2 separate regions of the Oryctolagus cuniculus genome follow, and region 1 is linked to region 2. The links are chromatin contacts, called in public Hi-C maps. All regions are on one chromosome and are shown on one strand. Each heading gives the region's core, a stretch centred on a gene start, on an enhancer-like site or on the middle of the called end of the contact. The rest is flanking DNA. Distances are from core to core; before and after follow the strand shown. Region 1 has its middle 17 kb from the start of CFAP161. Region 2 overlaps IL16 (interleukin 16).

Evidence for each region. A called contact is a pair of places that touch in the nucleus more often than the background predicts.
Region 1: a contact with region 2 is called in a Hi-C map of an unstated tissue, with 6 times the contacts expected there. The contact joins two enhancer-like sites. A contact is called at or near these places in 6 of 6 Hi-C or Micro-C datasets (ear pinna, embryonic fibroblasts, liver and 3 more).

The regions. Positions count from the first base shown.
Region 1 is chr12:104,023,764-104,028,436 of mOryCun1.1, reverse strand. No RefSeq gene overlaps it. Among named protein-coding and RNA genes, the nearest start is that of CFAP161, 17 kb to the left of the region's middle. Within about 2 kb of position 1,261, at least 2 of the 8 cell types and tissues checked have an H3K27ac peak or open chromatin away from gene starts, as enhancers often do.
Region 2 is chr12:103,920,234-103,924,637 of mOryCun1.1, reverse strand. All of the region lies in intron 2 of IL16 (interleukin 16), which reads left to right. Among named protein-coding and RNA genes, the nearest start is that of STARD5, 58 kb to the right of the region's middle. Within about 2 kb of position 2,632, at least 1 of the 8 cell types and tissues checked has an H3K27ac peak or open chromatin away from gene starts, as enhancers often do.

The sequences.
Region 1 (4,673 bases), core at 12-2,511, 110 kb before region 2:
CATTATTATTATTATTATTATTTTTTAATAAAAAGAGTGTTGGGGCCGGCATTCTCCCGGGGCAGTGGTACCCTGAGCCTGCAAGACCCGAAGTGGCCTTTGTGCTCCTGACCAGCCTCGGCTGAGTCCCCTGTCCTCGTCCAGCCCCTGTTTTCTGTCCGGGCTCAGAGCTTCCCCCCGGGGCTGTTGAGAAGAGTAACTGATGTGGGATGATCCATGAGAGAGAGAGGCAGGCGGAGGTCGGGAGTCAGACCCCGCGGTGTGGACGTGCATCGCTGCCCTTGCGAGACCATCACACCTGCTAGCGCCTCATTCACTCATAGGCCAGCAGAGAAAAGCACTCAGATGCTGCCCATCTCGTAGGCTGGCTGTAAAGACCAAGTGGGATTATGTAAGTAAGCACTCCACGTCCAGTGTAGACCTGGCTCACAACCCTAAGACTTTGCTTTACTACTTGGGTCCCTAGTGCGCGTCTCTCCACTTCACTTGCATTGCACATTCCAATTTGTAAATCTTCTCCTCCCCATCACCATAAAAGCCCCTGAAATGGGGCTGCTGCCCGGGTACATACATGAGTTTCATCACTTTAGCTTCCATGTCCATCACAGGGCTTGGCTCACATCCACAATTGCTAGTGCTTTCTTCTCCATCCTTGGGAGAACCCCACCAGCAGGGAAGAGGAGGAGGCAGCGCTGGGAGGTGTGAGGGGACCCTCTGGGGTGGCAGGGAGCCGCGGATGGGGCCGTGGAGAAGGACCGAGAGCCACCCCTGCCGTCAGTCTGTGGCGGGACAGCAGGCATTTGCATCAGCTTGGACCAAGCTGAGGACGTCATGCTAAGAGGAATAAGCCAGACACAGGCAGACAGACGCTGTGTGAGCTCAGGGACTCGTGCAGTCTGAACAAAGGGAGCTCGTGGAAGTGGAGAGGTAAAGGGGCCCACCGGGGGCAGGGAGGCTGGGAAATGGGGGGTGGGCACTGGCCTGAGGCTTCTCACTTGCAGCTTCAAGATGAGTGGGTTCTGGGGTGTCAGGCACAGCGTGTGCCAGGCTGGCCCATGGCTTGCCTTCATTAACTACCATCTGCATCTGTCAGCTGATAGTTTAGCAAATGCCAAGAAAAATAAAGTGGCACCCGGTTTCCTGGGGACCCCTGAAGCAGCCCCTGCTTACCCGGGACCTCAGGGGCTCCCTGGTTTGGTGCACAACACAAGGGCTCTGTCTCATACAGCAGCTCTGACCATGAGCTGAGCGGGTCTCAGTGCAAGATGCCCCCATGTGTCCAGGAGGGCACCATGGGCCACATGTCAGCCAGGCCCACCCAAGGGAACACCCAGGTTCCCATGGCTTCCCCAGGTCTCCCCCGGGGGAGCCAGGCTGCCTGGCACTCGGCTGTAGGCTGTATCCTGAGACCTGAACACAGCAGGCTGCCCGGGGCCATCAGGGCTCCTCCCTGGAACCCTGGCACTGCGCGTCCCGGGCTCTAGCTCATGGCATACGAATCACACACTGGTTCCCCTCCTGCCCCGCCCCAGCCCAGAGGGGCCGGAGCCCGGGTCTCCGATGGCCGTCCCCAGCTGCTGGGCAAATCTCCTCCCTTCCTCCTCCCCCGCTTTGTCTCTGAGCTGTGTTGTTGTTGGCTGATGGGAGAGGATTGAACATCTGCCAAACATCTGCTCATGTCTCCGTAGCAGCCGGGCAGGAAGCAGCACCGCCCTTGAGCCGCACTGCCAGGGCCTGGGGCTGCCACACCAGGACACCGGGACTGGAGATCCCCTGAGAGGAGACCGGGCCTCTTGCTTGGGTGGGAGGGAGCTGTGGACTGGCAGGTGGGGCCGCGTGGCTCTGCCTTTTCCCGGAGGATGGTGCTGTGGGTTAGTGACACTCCACAGGGCTGGGAAGAAGGCAAGTTAGAGTCCCTCTGGAGACCAGGGAGGGAGGAAGTGGCCTTGACTCCTGGGTGGACATGGGCAGGAGACCAGGGTGTGAGTGCAGGCAGCTTTTGAGGGAGGTAACGAGCTAGGGAAGAGAGGGACGTGGGTGCAGGTGACACTGGCAGCAACCGTGACTCCACCCTATTGTGCTTCAGCCCCTGGAATGAGCCTGGAGCCAGAGCTGTCCCGGCCTGAGGGCCCCAGGCATGGTGCCTCTGCCAGCTCCCTGCAGAGAACGCCATCAGGTGGGGGTCACAGGGGCGTTTGGGCACAGTCTGCCCTGCCCCAGTGACAAGGGGAAGTGAAGATAAAAGGCAAAGAACAGCAGGAAGCCAGGCCTGGGGCTTAGTTCCTGCTCACTCTCTTCCCACACCCTGGTCTCCCCCTCCCCCTCCCCCTCCCTCTCTCCCTCCCTCCCCCTCTCCCCTTGGGACCTGTCCACCTGACCCCGCCTGCTCCCAGCAGCCTCTCTCCTGTGCCCTCTCCCCTCTCTCCAGTCTCCCTTCGGCCTCTCACCTTCTCTGCTTCTGCTGGCCTCTCTTCCTTATGTTGCCTGGAATAGACCTGAGAGTGACTTCCCTCCTGTCTCCCGAGGAGGGCCCTTGAGTCCCGTTCTAAGGTGCTGGCTCCTGCCTGTGCCCTGGAGGAGCACTGAGACCTGGGCCCACCTTAACAGCACAGCCCCAGGAGAGCTGGGCACCTGCCCTTCCCTCCCTGTTGGAGCTGGAGTGGGGACACAGCTCCCTGCCACTTTTCTCCGGGTGACTTCATGTCATCTCTAGCTGCTGACTTTTTCCAACCTCTCTAAGAGCAGCAGGAGTGGGTTTGGGTCCCTTCTTTTGTAAATGCTTCCAAGGGAGGGTGATAGCATACAGCTCTATCCAAACTTACTTTTGTTAAAGAAAGATTTATTTATTTGAAAAGTAGAGTACCAGAGAGAGAGAGAGAGAGAGAGAGAGAGAGAGAGAAACAGGGACACCAAAAGAATGAGCTTGTCCATCAATTGCTTCACTCCCCAAATGCCTGCAACAGCCAGGGCTGGGCCAGGCTGTTGGACAGGGGCCAGGAGCTTCATCTGGGTCTCCCACGTGGGTGGAAGGGCCCCCAGGACTTGAGCCATCATTCACCGTCCTCAATGCGTCAAGTACATTGGCAGGAAGCTGGACCATAACTGGCACTCATCTGGGCTGTGGCAAGCAGGAGCCTACTGTGCCACAAGGCTGACCCCTACCCAAGCTTATTGGATCAGAGTCCTGCTGGCATCATGCCAACATCTGGGACCTGAGTGGTGTGCAGGGCTCCTGGGATGGCTGCTGTCCCCCCAGGTCTCACCCGACTTGATGACTCATCCATCAAGGCTCAACCCAGTCACCCCGTCTTCTAGGGAGCTCCCCATTGACTTCTTCCAGTAGAAGGCACCGCCTTCTCCAAGTTCCTGCCGTGTCCCCTCATCCCACGACAGGAGCTCCAGGGCACGGGGCTTCTTGCTGCCTGTGCAGAGGGCTGGATGGCTGGTCCTGGCAGGACGGGGCCTGTAAGGCCCCCACGTGGGACATTGGGCCTTGTGGTCAGCGGCTCTGCTTCCCCTTGAGCCGTGGAGAGGACAGAAGCGCTGACCTGCAGGGCGAAGGCTCCCATGTGGCTTGCCGTCACTGATTTGGAGTGCTGGGATCCCCAGGGGCTCGTTCTCCTCCCTCTTCACTCAGTGCAGGGCTCATTGGAAACACATTTCCTGATTGTGTCCTTGTTGCCAGGTCTTCCGTCAACCCCCCAAGCTTTCTGGTCCCTGTTCTCCAAGCTTACAAAGTAGATGCACTTTAAAGAAAAACCTGTTCATAAAGGAGTGTTGATCTGATGGATTGGCCACAACCTTGATCTTGACCGTGATTTCCATCATCTCTAACTATGCAGGAAACAGGGTGGTCCAGGGGAAGGTGTTGGAAATAAAGTACGATGGGAACCCGACCGAGTGGTATCCACATAGTTAGAAAATTGAGGGGAGATCTAAACATCCCACATCCGCATCGGAAGCTGAACAACCTGCTTTGCCCCCTGATTTTACCCATCTCTATCTCTGCCTCTCTTCCTCCCTACAGGCAGATAAGCCTCAGGCTGTCTAAGGAAAGGATGGAAAGAGGAGTGCCACAGAGAAAACACGTCAATAGATTTTAAAATAACAGACGGTATCCAGATGCTGAAATTGCCCAATAGTAGTTGTGGCGCAGTGAGCTAAGCTGCCAACTCCCAGCTGCTCCACTTCCAATTCAGTTCCTTGTTAATGCTCCTGGGAAGGCAGTAGAAGGCGGCCCATGTACTCAGGACCCTGCCACCCATGTGGGAGACCCGGAGGGAATTTGGGGCTCTCGGGCTTAGCCTGGACCAATCCTGTCTGTTGGGGCCATTTGGTCATGAATCAGTGGATGAAAGATCTCTCTCTCTCTCTCTCTCTCTCTCTCTCTTTCTCTCTCTTTCTTTCTCTGCCTTTAAAATGAATAAATAAATCTTTAAAAAATTATTCAATGGCCGTGCGGGCAATCATAAGAGGGAGAGACCCAAGGATATTCTGGGAATCTGTGAAGACCATTCCAGGGTGCAGAAGGGCCCACACAAGCATTGCAATCATTTTCAAAATATTTATTGATTTTGCAGACAGAGAAAGAGACCCAGAGAGATATACACAGACAGAGTCAGAGACCTCCATCTGCTGCTTCTCTCTCCAGTGCCTGCAAAGCTGAGGCTGGG
Region 2 (4,404 bases), core at 1,383-3,882:
GTGCTTTGCTGATTTTTAAAAATTGGGTGATGTGTCTTGTTATTATTGAGTTACAAGTATTCTCTACACAGTCTAGACACCAAGGTCCCTATCAAATATACAACTTCCAAATATTTCGCCAACCCTGCAGATTGATTTTTCGTTTCTTTGATGGCGTCACAAAAGTTTCAGATTGTAATGAAACCCACATTCCTATTATTTCTTTTGTCAGCTGTGCTTTTATTGTTGTATCTAAGTTTCTCTAACCCAGGGGCATGGAGATTGCACCTCCATTTTCTTTGAAGGGCTTGAAAGTTTTAGCTCTTACCAGTAGACCTGTGATAAGGTTTAATGACTTCTTCTGTTTAACGAAAAAAGTGTGATGGGGCTGGCGCTGTGGCATAGCAGGTGAAGCCGCAGGCTGCAGTGCAAGCATCCCATATGGGCGCTGGTTTGAGACCCAGCTGCTCCACTTCTAATCCAGCTCTCTGCTGTGGCCTGGAAAAGCAGTGGAGGACGGCCCAAGTCCTTGGGCCCCTGCATCTACATGGGAGACCTGGAGGAAGCTCCTGGCTCCTGGCTTCGGATCGGCGCAGCTCTGGCCATTGTAGCCTTCTGGGGAGTGAACCAGCAGATGGAAGACCTCTCTCTCTCTCTCTACCTCTACCTCTACCTCTCCTTCTCTGTGTAACTCTTTCAAATAAATAAATCTTAAAAAAAAGAGTGAGACAGGAATCCACATTCATTCTTTTGTAGGTAAATATCCATTTATCACAGCACCATCTATTAAAATATTCTTTTCTAAATCTTTTTTAAAAAAAGATTTATTTTATTTATTTGAAAGACAGAGTTACAGAGAGAGGCAGAGACACACACAGAGAGAGAGAGAGAGAGAGAGAGGTCTTTCATCAGCTGGTTCATTCCCCAAATGGCTGCAATGGCTGGAGCTGAGCCAATTCAAACCCAGGAGCCAGGAGCTTCCTCTGGGTCTCCCACATGGGTGCAGGGGCCCAAGACTTGGGCCGTCCTCTGCTGCTTTCATAGGCGCATCAACAGGGAGCTGGATTGGAAGTGAAGCAGCTGGGACTTGAACTGGCACCCAAATGGGATGCCGGTGCTGCAAGCCAGGGCTCTAACCTGCTGTTCCATAGCGCCGGCCCCGAAAAATATTTTCTAAAAACAGCTTTGCCTGATATCCGCCCTTCCCCCAACATTGGCCATTGTAACAGTCCACTCTGTAAGGAATACTGGAAGCCCCAGCAGAGACACTGAGAGAGGATGTGTTAGGGAAGTCTGACAAAGTGGACCAGAGGGGCTTGGGGACTGTCCAGGCAGGGACTGAGAGGCGGGAGGATGTGAGGAGGACCCCAGGGATCCTGTCCCCCACCTCCCCCTCTGCAGCAGGAGGCGGGCAGCCACGTGGTCCCACATGACCTGTGGCCGTCCCAGAGCCCATCTGCTTGGCCTTCTCTTTATCCCCCTGACTTAGAGATCAAAGCGATGGCTTGATCAGCTCAACCACAGGAAGCAAGCCCCAGTGAGGACGGTCGGATCGGATTTTGTGGTTCCCCTCGGGCGGAGCATCTCAGTGCACAGAGCAAACAGAGACGTTTGTGTTGCTGAGAGCGGGTTCCACACACACTGGAATCTTCAGGGTTCTGTCGCTAACTCCAGCAGGGCCAGCCAGCGGGTCTGCGTACAAAGCAAGCTCCCCTCACAGAACAATGGAACTTTCCAGCCCCGGGGGAGTTTAGATGCTGGAAACATCTTGCCTGCAGGACCCACTGCCCCAGAATTTTGCAGGTAAATGCAGATGAGGCTGCCCAGCTGGCGACGGGGCGCCTCACTCACAGAGCTGCTCCCCAGGGCTGCGGGCTCGGAGGAGAACAAGGGGACGTGTGTTCAGAGGTGACTGTGCCAGTGGCATGGCCTCGCTGACAACCCTGCAGCTTCGAGGGCAGCCCTTTGTGTTCTGTTCTGCGTGTGCCCTGTGCAAACGTCCCAGCCCCAGAGGCTGCTCCAGATGGGAGACCAACTCCACCCATCAGTTGTCTTTGGTCTGATTATGAAATAATCAGGCTCACTACTGAAAATACGGAAACTATAAAAAGATACATGAAAAGCCACACCCACAACCCCATCACCCAAGCACACTCTTGCTTATCTATGGGAGCGGGATTTGGAGTTTCTCATCTACTGCCATCTCCTCCGAATCGGAATAGCTCCTAGGACGGAGTGTTTGATAAATGTTTGTTGAATGCATGAGTGTTAGTATTTTGGCCTATTTATTTCCAGTCCTTTCTCTTTGTAAGCTTCTTCACAGTTTGCATTTCTCATGCATTTCTGGAGGTGCCCTCGAGGTGAGGCGTGAAATCTGTTTTTAATCTATCAACACAAACGTGCCTATGCCACGAAGATCTTCTGTTAACACTACTTTTAAAGACGCCAAGTATTCCACATCTCGTGTATTCCTTACTTATTTACTTTCATGTTAATACATAGTTTGGGGGAAATACATGTTTCAAAGGCTTGCCCTTGGATGGGTAGACCAGCTGGCTGCTTCACCGAGCTCCTCTGTCTTCTGTGGACCTAGAAGAGTTGCTGAAACCACCGTCCATGGCTTCCCTCCCCTGTCTCACTGGGCTGTACACAGGAGTGGAGACCGTGCCAGAGGGAAGTCTTGAAATTAGAATCAGAGCATGATCTCGTCCGACCATTGCAATTGAGAAATACTTTTTGGATATTATATTGTATGAAGCAATGAATTCAAAGAACTAGTCGTGACGCTAAATCCTGGAAATACATCTCCAGAGTCCAACAGAAGTCAGTCACCTTCTGCGTAACTCTGACTTGCCTTTTCACTCCCTGGACTAGCCTGTTACAGAGCGTTCTATTCGGGTTAACATAGCGCCATCTGGCGCTGAAGAGAAAAATGAGTGCCTGGAACTCCCCCTGTGGAGTTATCTGATTGGAAACACCTTAGAGGAGAATTACATGGGGATTGATGTGTGGTTTCCTGCAGGGTCTCCTTACCCGCACTAGATACACTCTGCCTCCACGTGGGTACCCAGTACACTTTATTAGCTCCTCCACCTGTTAGAGACTTCTGGCAAAACTCACAAGGATTGTCCAAATAGGGAACCATGAATGTCAGAACAGGAAACCACGGAAAAGGGCCAACCACATTCTGGAACCCATGAGAACTTTCTGCTGACACGGCGCAGGTGAGGTGCGGTTGAGGGAAGGCTCATTAGCCCACGGTCAACCACACAGGGCGGAGAAGCTAGGGAAGCACCCGCAGCAGATGCCCACGACTGCTGTTTAATACACGGCATCTACACCCAAATTTCCAAATTGCTAGTATAAAAGAAGGAGCAAGGCTGGCGTTGTAGCGTAGCGGATAAAGCCGCTGCCTGCAGTGCCGGCATCCCATATGGGTGCTGGTTCGAGACCTGGCTGCTCCACTTCTGATCCAGCTCTCTGCTGTGGCCTTGGAAAGCAGTGGAAGACGGCCCAAGTCCCTGGGCCGCTGCACCCGTGTGGGAGACTGGAGGAAGCTCCTGGCTCCTGACTTTGGATCTGCACAGCTCTGGCCATTGCAGCCAATCAGGGAGCGAACCTGCCTCTCCTTCTCTCTCTGTGTAACTCTTTCAAATAAATAAATCTTAAAAAAAAAAAAATGAGTGAAGTTGACTGACATGACAGAGTAGAAAAAGAACTAAGAGAACCAGAAGCAAATTTGTCTTGGCGATACTGATTTTTTAAAGGCCTAAATGAAATCTTTGCAGATAGAAATCTGCAGAATAATATTCTCAAGGATCCACGGATGGTTCCATATTTTAAAATCTGTTTACCCAACATTCATTCAACAGTGCTTGTGGGAGGGGCTGCTGTGTCCCCGAACAGGGTAACTGATTTATCAGCTCCTCGCGCTCACGCGTCCCTGGCTCCCTGCTCACGTCCCTCTCCAGGTCTCCCCTTCACTGTCACTGTGGCGCTCTGAGATCAGCTCGTGTCTCCACCGGTTTGCTTCTTGTGGCTGCTCAGCTCCCCAAGGCTGATGTCCTCGTCTGTCTTGTTCACGTCTGCAGCCCCAGTGTGCAGCCCAGAACCTGACACCTATTAGCCAACTTACGCATTCAGTATTTTGGACATCAGTTAAAAGTCTATGTAATATCGGCTGGCGCCGTGGCTCACTAGGCTAATCCTCCGCCTGCGGCGCCAGCACACCAGGTTCTAGTCCCGGTCGGGGTGCCGGATTCTGTCCCTGTTGCTCCTCTTCCAGGCCAGCTTTCTGCTGTGGCCAGGGAGTGCAGTGGAGGATGGCCCAAGTGCTTGGGCCCTGCACCCCATGGGAGACCAGCAGAAGCACCTGGCTCCTGCCTTTGGATCAGCGCGGTGTGCTGGCCGCAGCGGCCATTGGAG